3 separate regions of the Drosophila melanogaster genome follow, and regions 2 and 3 are each linked to region 1. A link is a contact called in public Hi-C data. All regions are on one chromosome and are shown on one strand. The core of a region is the stretch at or near the end of the contact, and the rest is flanking DNA. Distances in the headings are between cores, read along the strand shown.

What was found. A called contact is a pair of places that touch in the nucleus more often than the background predicts.
Region 2: a contact with region 1 is called in a Hi-C map of the Kc167 cell line, with 5 times the contacts expected there. A contact is called at or near these places in 3 of 107 Hi-C or Micro-C datasets (the D17-c3 cell line, the Kc167 cell line and embryo) and 2 of 7 datasets of targeted methods (the Kc167 cell line and the S2 cell line).
Region 3: a contact with region 1 is called in a Hi-C map of the Kc167 cell line, with 2.1 times the contacts expected there. A contact is called at or near these places in 4 of 107 Hi-C or Micro-C datasets (the Clone 8 cell line, the Kc167 cell line and the S2 cell line) and 1 of 7 datasets of targeted methods (the Kc167 cell line).

Annotation. Positions count from the first base shown.
Region 1 is chr3L:11,348,379-11,351,038 of dm6, reverse strand. lncRNA:CR45251 (long non-coding RNA:CR45251) reads left to right here and starts at 1,296. Exons shown (of 1, transcript NR_124887.1): 1 at 1,296-1,644.
Region 2 is chr3L:11,528,523-11,531,182 of dm6, reverse strand. All of the region lies in intron 1 of Mob2 (Mob2,), which reads left to right. Among named protein-coding and RNA genes, the nearest start is that of Fuca, 7.1 kb to the right of the region's middle.
Region 3 is chr3L:11,213,195-11,215,854 of dm6, reverse strand. It overlaps CG42671, which reads right to left and starts at 1,350. Exons shown (of 8, transcript NM_001259786.2): 1 at 1,281-1,350. It overlaps CG7600, which reads right to left. Exons shown (of 2, transcript NM_140196.4): 2 at 1,758-2,660. The coding sequence ends at 2,075.

The DNA of each region.
Region 1 (2,660 bases), core at 47-2,546:
GGCTACCATCTGATTTGGCAGCCCTGGGAAACAGTAGCAACACTTTGAAGTAGTCTACATGCAAAGAATTTGTAATATTTTTTGAAAACCTTCAAGAAAACAGATGAACAAACATTATCGTTTCAAGCTTATTGCTATACACCACAATAGAAAATAACATTGAAAAAAGGCTGACAATAAAAAATAACATATAGATTTTGAATACTAGAATAACATCTTGAAACTATTTAACATTTTTTTAAATAAATTTAAATTTTAGTATAAGATCTTTTTTTTTTAATGTCAATATGAACCTTTATCTACTCTGCAAATACAAAATTCTAAGAAAATTTAACCATCACTTGAATTTTGGATTTAATTTAATTAATAATCTGATATTTATTAATCAGTGAAATTGACCCAAATATTTTTCGACTGCAAGGGAAGAAGTATACACAAACGATCGCTGGCGAGCGCTCCTTATCTTCGATATGTGTAGCCCCCAGCTTCAAAGACCCAGACCTCGGAGCCCATATACCATGTACATAGCATAGTAGTATACTATACTACAATATATGCATATTAGTATACCAACTCGGCTTGGAGCCCCTAGTCCCGACTCCCAAATAGGCGCAGCTGTGTGCTCGTGTTAGATAAGTCGTCTGCTTCTGGTGTGTGCGGGTATTAATATGCAAATTAGTTGGCGACCAGCGGAGCAACAAACACAACAAAAATATACATAAATAGCAATGGCAACAATAGCAACAATATGATGAGTGATTAAAAGTAATGTGCAGAGGCAAAGTCGAATAGCAAATGCGCCAAATGAGGATCGCACTCGTGCAGTTGACATAAAACTAAGGGGTATAGAAGGGTATATATGTAGAGCACTATTTTTAAATAGTCAGGTAGATAAACCACAACAAAACTTAAATAGATTTTTTATTTTATTTTGAAAAGCAGGGACAAAACAATGTGGTGCAATAAAATATGAAATATAATTGACATGTAATGTTTTTAACATATGTATATGTATGTATAATGGGTGTGTAACACAGCAAGTGCGCTATTGTTTATTTGTTCAAATAAACAAATATTTTCTTTATCACTCAACAGCTGAGATTCCCTTTGATATCCTAAACAATCGCCACTATTAGTGCGCCCCTCTCCTCACCCTCCATTCCATACCACTTCATCTCGCCCCATTTTTATTTCATAGAGACACATACATATCATGCGACGATCGAGTGGTCGCCACATGGGTCTCTCGCTTTGGATCTGGATCTGAATCTCGAATCTGGATCGGATCGTATCGCATCGCATCGCATGGGATCGGTTTGGGGCTCTGGCCCGTCCGCTCGTCTGTCATCCATTTGGCAAACTTCAACAGATTGTTGCGTCTCGTCTCGTTTCGTTTCGTTTCGTCAACAACAAAGCGGTTCGAAAACAATGGACGCCACTCATCGAGTGGGCTGGGGACTCTAAAAAATAAAGCCACGCTGAGCCAATAAAACTATGCTGCTATGACACTAAGCCATACATATCTACGGATTAAAATCATTACAAAATTTAAAATTCAATTATTAATTTTTGTGAGGTAATTAAGGTGGTTGCTGGATTGTATGTAATGGATAACAGCTTCTCAATAAATATATTTATATACATATATTATTTTTCAATGCCACAACGACTCAATTATTCTACTCAGCCCGTGCTAGTGGCTAATAAATTGTTGTTAATATATTTTTTTTTTTTTCATTTAAATTTCTACAAGTTCGTTCGTGTCACGCTGGCAAATCTGACTGATTGCGGGTCTCTCTTCTACTACGCCGCATTCGATGGCGATTGTGGGCCCTGCGTAGGAGGTGTTTGGCGCGTGTGTCGGCATATTGAATAGGTCGACCCCCAGCTTTGGCAAGACAACAAAAAGCGCGATCTATCACCACACCCACCCCCCTCCCCTTTTAGGGGCTCAGCACCCGCGAACGGTGGGGCGTGACAAATTTCCAGCGTTGCCTTTTCGTGTTTTGTTTATAATTTTATCTAATATGCACGGAGCACTTTGGGCTGTCATATGCCCCAATCGACGGATGGATCTACGTTGGCCCCACGAACCGAACCTCTCGAGTCCCCGAGTTTCCCTATCGGTCACCTCTTTTGTTTGTAAACAAAGCGAGCTGATGCCACTTGAATTTGAAATTCATTGGATCGATTTGTGCGACGATTTTGAAATCGCTTTCGAAATTGCTTCGACATTTTCCCAGCTGCGACAGCTGATTTTCTTCCTGGATTGAATGAATTTATGATTATGACAGAGAATGATTTCGAAAATAGAGATTTTTTTGCAATAAGGAAGATTTATATGTTTATGTTATATATAACCGTATGGAAACCTAAAACAAACCATTTTTTTTTTCTGTGCCTACGACCCTCATAGAGGTAATTGAACATCATTAGGCATATAGTAAAGCACACTTAATATGATAAATATGTGTGATTTGCTTCATTTGCATTTTGTGTTTGCTTCTAATTAGATATATTACTATATCTTTTCATCTATATATGTATGTATATATATTTTTTTGAATTTGAATGTGGCTCGCTGAGCTGCGGAGGCCATACAGTTTGGCGCCCGACTCGATCCGCAAATGGAGAGTCCGCATAGAGGTGTTTTTTGATGA
Region 2 (2,660 bases), core at 108-2,607, 180 kb before region 1:
ACAACGAGCCATTTGCTCGATTTCATCATCATTATAATCAGCATAAAGAGCTATGTATTTCGTTATAGAAATGTTAGAATAAACAGAATTTGTTATGCCTACCATATGTGTGTCATACGGATAGAAATTTTGCAAAAATCCTGTCATGCTGAAATACTTTAATGTTTACATTTAATTTACTAGTTTATCAAAGGGAAATACTCATGCATATATGTATTTGCTTTTGAAATAATCATTTCATCTTATTTATTTAAAATTTAAAACTGCTCCTACTAAAAATGATTGTAAATCAAACTCACGCTTTTGCTAAGCTAACTAAAAATGTATGCTTAGCTAAGTAAATGCAGAGATAACCAACTAAAACTCGACTGCTTTTTTGTGTACAATTTTCGAGTGACTAGCGATTTTTAACTATGATATGCATTATGCATATGTATGTGTATAAAAAGCAGCACCTCACTTCACCTACCTATTTACAATTAGTATCTGGGGTGCGATGGGGCAACAGCAAAAGGCTTTTAATTGATAGATCAATATCACGATGATTGGTTTTGTGCGTAGCATATGGCGAGCGAGGCCTATCGCAATATTTTTCGGGGTAAATGGCACACGAGAGCGATGTCGGGAAAGCCCGTGAGCTTATCTAAAATGATGGAGTTGGTGGGGGCTAAATGGACATGTGTGTTCAGGGCCACTCTAATGGGGGAGGGGTTGGGAGGTGGTTCTCATATGGCCCAATTCCTAGTCCCTTCGCTTTGCCACCTCCCTGGGGTGTTGGGTGTGTTTTGGGGCCATATGCTTCGAATCGAAACAATAAGAAATATAACATTAGGTCAGGTTCTCGACCATGTATTGAATTCCCTTGGCTCTGGTCGCCTTCTCTTCTCCTTTGGCTAATTGTTTTTTTTGGCCAGTTCTGAATGTTTCAAACTATATTCGCTTTATCTACGACACAAGGTCAAAGCCACAGCTAAACCCACCCACATTTTGGGCACTCTTTCGTGCCAATACGAAAATGATGAGTTGGAATTTCAATTTTATTTATCACCAATTTTTTATGCACCCATTTTGGCCATACCATCCATCCATTTCGATTTTTTGTGGCTTTTAGTTTTAGGTTTTCGCTCGACTCGTAGCGATGGCACACGAAATGCGATATAAAATCCAAACGTGCGAATATATTTGCGGCCTATTCTGCGATATAGAAGCGAGGTGTTTATGTGATAAAAGAAAAATAGAAGATATTATACGGGAAACCCCATAAAACACACATTTAATACGACTTGTATGTGACGTTTCCGAGGAACTTCTTGTGAAATTGCAAGAAACCGAAAGAAGTCGACTTATCGCGCCACACAACACGTCACTTCGATTGGCCCCAGTGTGTAAATTGAGTGTGTGGGTTAATGGTTTGTTTGCCAGTAGTTCCCATTCGATCGGAGGTGCAATAAAGTTGTCGCACGAATCGGTAATCGACTAAGAGCTTTTCCAAGTGAGAACGTGTTTTACAGTTCACCATCTTGAAAAAAATGTGTCAAGGCGACTGACGGACGAAGGTACCTAAACTCAGGTTGAGAACTGGAAAGGGAAAGTTTACAAATCGAATAAAGTAGGATTAAACTGGATTTTATAATACACGGATGTACAAATGTACAAATCTTCACGTTTAAGTTAGTTCTTTTATATATATATATATAGAGTCCTAGAAATTCCCACTTTCTTTATCAAAATACTTCTACTTCTTCTTCATTTCAACAACTTCTAAAAATGTTATAAAATGTAATCAACAAATGTAACAAATTTAAAGAACTATTTTCCAATATTATCCAAAGAAAGTCCATTTAGTTTGCAAATGAGTTGGCGTGAGTCAAGGATTTGATTTGCACTCGAAACCAGTGCTCTGTGTCCTTGATTACAGGGTACGACGCGCCTTGAGTTCCGCCCAATCTTAGTGTGCCATCTAGTGTGCCAGACTGCATCCGGCCATTTAAATTGGAACCGGAGCGCACAATCCATTCACGTCGACCTTTCGTCGCCTCTGACCTGACACGCAAATTTTGTGCGACAAGAGCGAAGGTGGTGTTGGTGGCGGCGTCACACAGATCGATGTGCGATGTGGAGGTCCTTGGCATTATTTGGCACTTGATGGAATAACTATTAGTTAGAGTGCCACCGCTAATGCTAATGCTAATGCCCCAATCCCACCGTATGCCACTCCAACTGCCACTTAAATGCGGGCGGGTGGATTTGCATTATCTGAATGAAAAAAAAAAAAAAAATAACTGAACGGGAAAGTCGCTTGTCTGGTGGTTACCTGTGCGCCACGCCTCGCCGCCTCCCAGCAAATAATGGGGAACAAAAGCGCACATTTGTCTGATATTCAAATGTACACACGATGACTATATACTTCAATGAATGTGTACATACATATTATATATGTACGTACGTACCTACATATGTGTTTGGATTTCGAGTTTTATCAGCACGCTTCGCCGATATCGTGCGGGCACAACGGGCGGCGTTGGGTGGGTGGCATAATTATAATCAGAACTAAGTTTATTTGTTTAAATGCCTAAAGAGACGCATTTGCCACCGTCTCTCCGGTCGACTGATAAATGTTTATTAAACTCGGTTATGCCCATGAGCACGGCCACGCACTT
Region 3 (2,660 bases), core at 101-2,600, 140 kb after region 1:
GATTCACGACACGCGCTCGCTTTTTCAACCCAACGCTTACTCACGGCAATTCAGGGAAGAATGAGCGTCGCAGGTGTGCGTTGTTAGCCTGGCCAAAACCAACAGTGACGTTACGGGCGTGAGAGAGAGAGAGAGAGAGAGAGAGAGAGAGAGAGGGCAGTGTTGACCACCGTTGGCAACACTTTTAGCGAATAAATAGCTAAGGTTTAACTTTTTAATAAATCCTTTGCTGGCAAAATAAAAATAAACATACTTTTTAAACACAAAACTAGCATATAGTTTTATTTTAATTTCTTCCGCTGACCAATGCTACTTTTCTAAAGTTATTACAATAATAATTTTAAAATTTGCAAAAAGCTTCTTTTATGAGTTGCCAGATTTGGCTTGGAAATAGCTTAGTTTGCAGCACTGTAACAAAGTGTTTGCCTCCATGGAGAGTAAGCAAACAGCTGGGAGTTGCCAGAGCAATTCAGGGTTGTCGCGTTAGCTTTATTAACCAAACTTTTCCTCCAAGCAACAAATAAAATAATTGTCTACTTAAAAATAAATACAGCTGTCTGTCTAAGGTTAACACAACGCACGAGATATTTTTGGGGTATTAATGAACCGAAGACAATGAAAAGAAAAGGTGGCAGCCCTCCCCTTAGTTATTTTTCGCTCGCTCTCTCTCTTCGACTGTCTGCTCTCCGCATTGATTGTTTTGGCCTGGCCAGAAGCTAATTAACCCGTTGAATAACACAGAGCAGAACACAAAACACAATGGCATAATTCGCCGAATGAAGCGCTTTCTGCAGATTCACGCTTCACTGGCCACAAATATCCGCAGGCAGTGCACTCGACAGGTGGCCTTCAATGGGCGACGCTGACGCTATTTTTAATTTGAACACTTGCGATCACTCTCGCTTTTCGCGCGAACAGGTGTATTCATACAAATTCCATAAGAAATTCACATTAATAGACTAAAATTCGCATTAAAATTAAGTATTTAGGCAGTAAAATTGTCAAATGGTCGAAACAATAACAATTGCCGCGCAAAATGATAACAAGAGAGAGAGACAGAGAGAGAGCAAGAATGCGCGTGTCTCTCACTTTTTGTATTGGCATTTACTCCACCAATTTTTTTTTTTTTTGTATTCTCTTCCCTGAATTTGTGCACTTGTTTCGCTTTTGCATTTCCTAGCATATTTTTCACATTTCACTAATTCTATTGCATTATTCTCTGCTCTACGAGCTGCTTTTTGGATTCACACAAGAATTTGGTTTTAAAGTGTATTATTTACTTGCTGGATGAAGCAAAAAAAAGCGCCCTGGAATTGCAAACTTTTTCGTTTGTTGTGCCAATCAGACTGAGTGTGACCGTGCCTTAGAAACAGAATAAAAACTATCAATGTTAAGCTAGGGCTGGCAACATTTAACGGCATTTCGAGTTTTAAAATTTATATTTGTAAACATTTATCATATTTACTCAATAAGCATAATAAACCGGAAATTAAAAAAAAATTACCTAACCATAAAATTGTTGATAATAGAATATAATTATCTATCCCAATTTATTTTCTAAAAATTATTTAAATAATCAACAACCCAAATAATTATTTACATATTCAATTATCAAAGAATAAATAAGTTATCAGTAAAATATATCAAAGTTTATCATGACCGTGCCCTTCTTTTGATAATTTTTTAATTAATAGATAATCAATAGATAAGATCAATAGATAAGATCTCTACTGATATTAACAAGCAATAGTAGAAATAAGTGTTAAAATTGCATTTATTCAGACATACATTAATATGTGTATATGGTTGGAGGGCACAAAGCCAATCTTTATCTTTCTGTCTCCCCTGGGAGCTTACAAAACTAATAAAAAACGAACGCAAACTTTCAGACTGCGATGCTGACTTACTTGGCTGATGGTTGGTTAGCTTATGTGAATGCGGTAGCGGATATATATACGTATATATAAATATAATTCTGTTTGCCATTAAATCGGTCCGCCAACTGTACACAAACTGATAAGTAACTGGGAAAGTAAACGGAATACTTGGGGAATGCATTGGAGGAGTACGCTGCTCAACGACCATTCCAATGGCACACGTGTCCATTCTCGAATGCCAGGTTGATTCTGGGATGGGGAAGTGGCCGTGCTGCCTGCACCGACTGCCTGGCCGGATCGTCCTCGAAGTACAAGCACTGCTGCACGAAATCCAGAAAGAGAACTTGTGCCTGGCTGGCTGCCGCAGGCAATGCTTCCAAATTAGCATCGCTACAGAGTCCCTGGACAAGTTGCTCGCAAATTCTCGTATTGGTATCGACATCGAATAGTGGTACGCCAAAATTGACGTCCAGCAGGGTCCACTCCTCAGTGGCGTCCTCCTCCTGCACCACCGACGGCGAAATCTCCTCGATCTCCACCGAACTCTGCGACACTAGATCCGCACGACTGCTGCATTTGGCCAGTTCACTGGCCAGCACTTGGCTGCAATCCGGAGCAGTGAACTCATTCGCAGGACCATGTTCCGGCGTGGCCGCAAAGTGGTTTTCATCTGGGCTTTTCAATTGAAAGCTTGTCACCTCGTTCGTTGGCACATGGTTGGGTTTGCTGGGCGCCGCAATTGAAGTTCGTTTTTGACGCTGCGCCGGCTTCAGTCGCACCTGC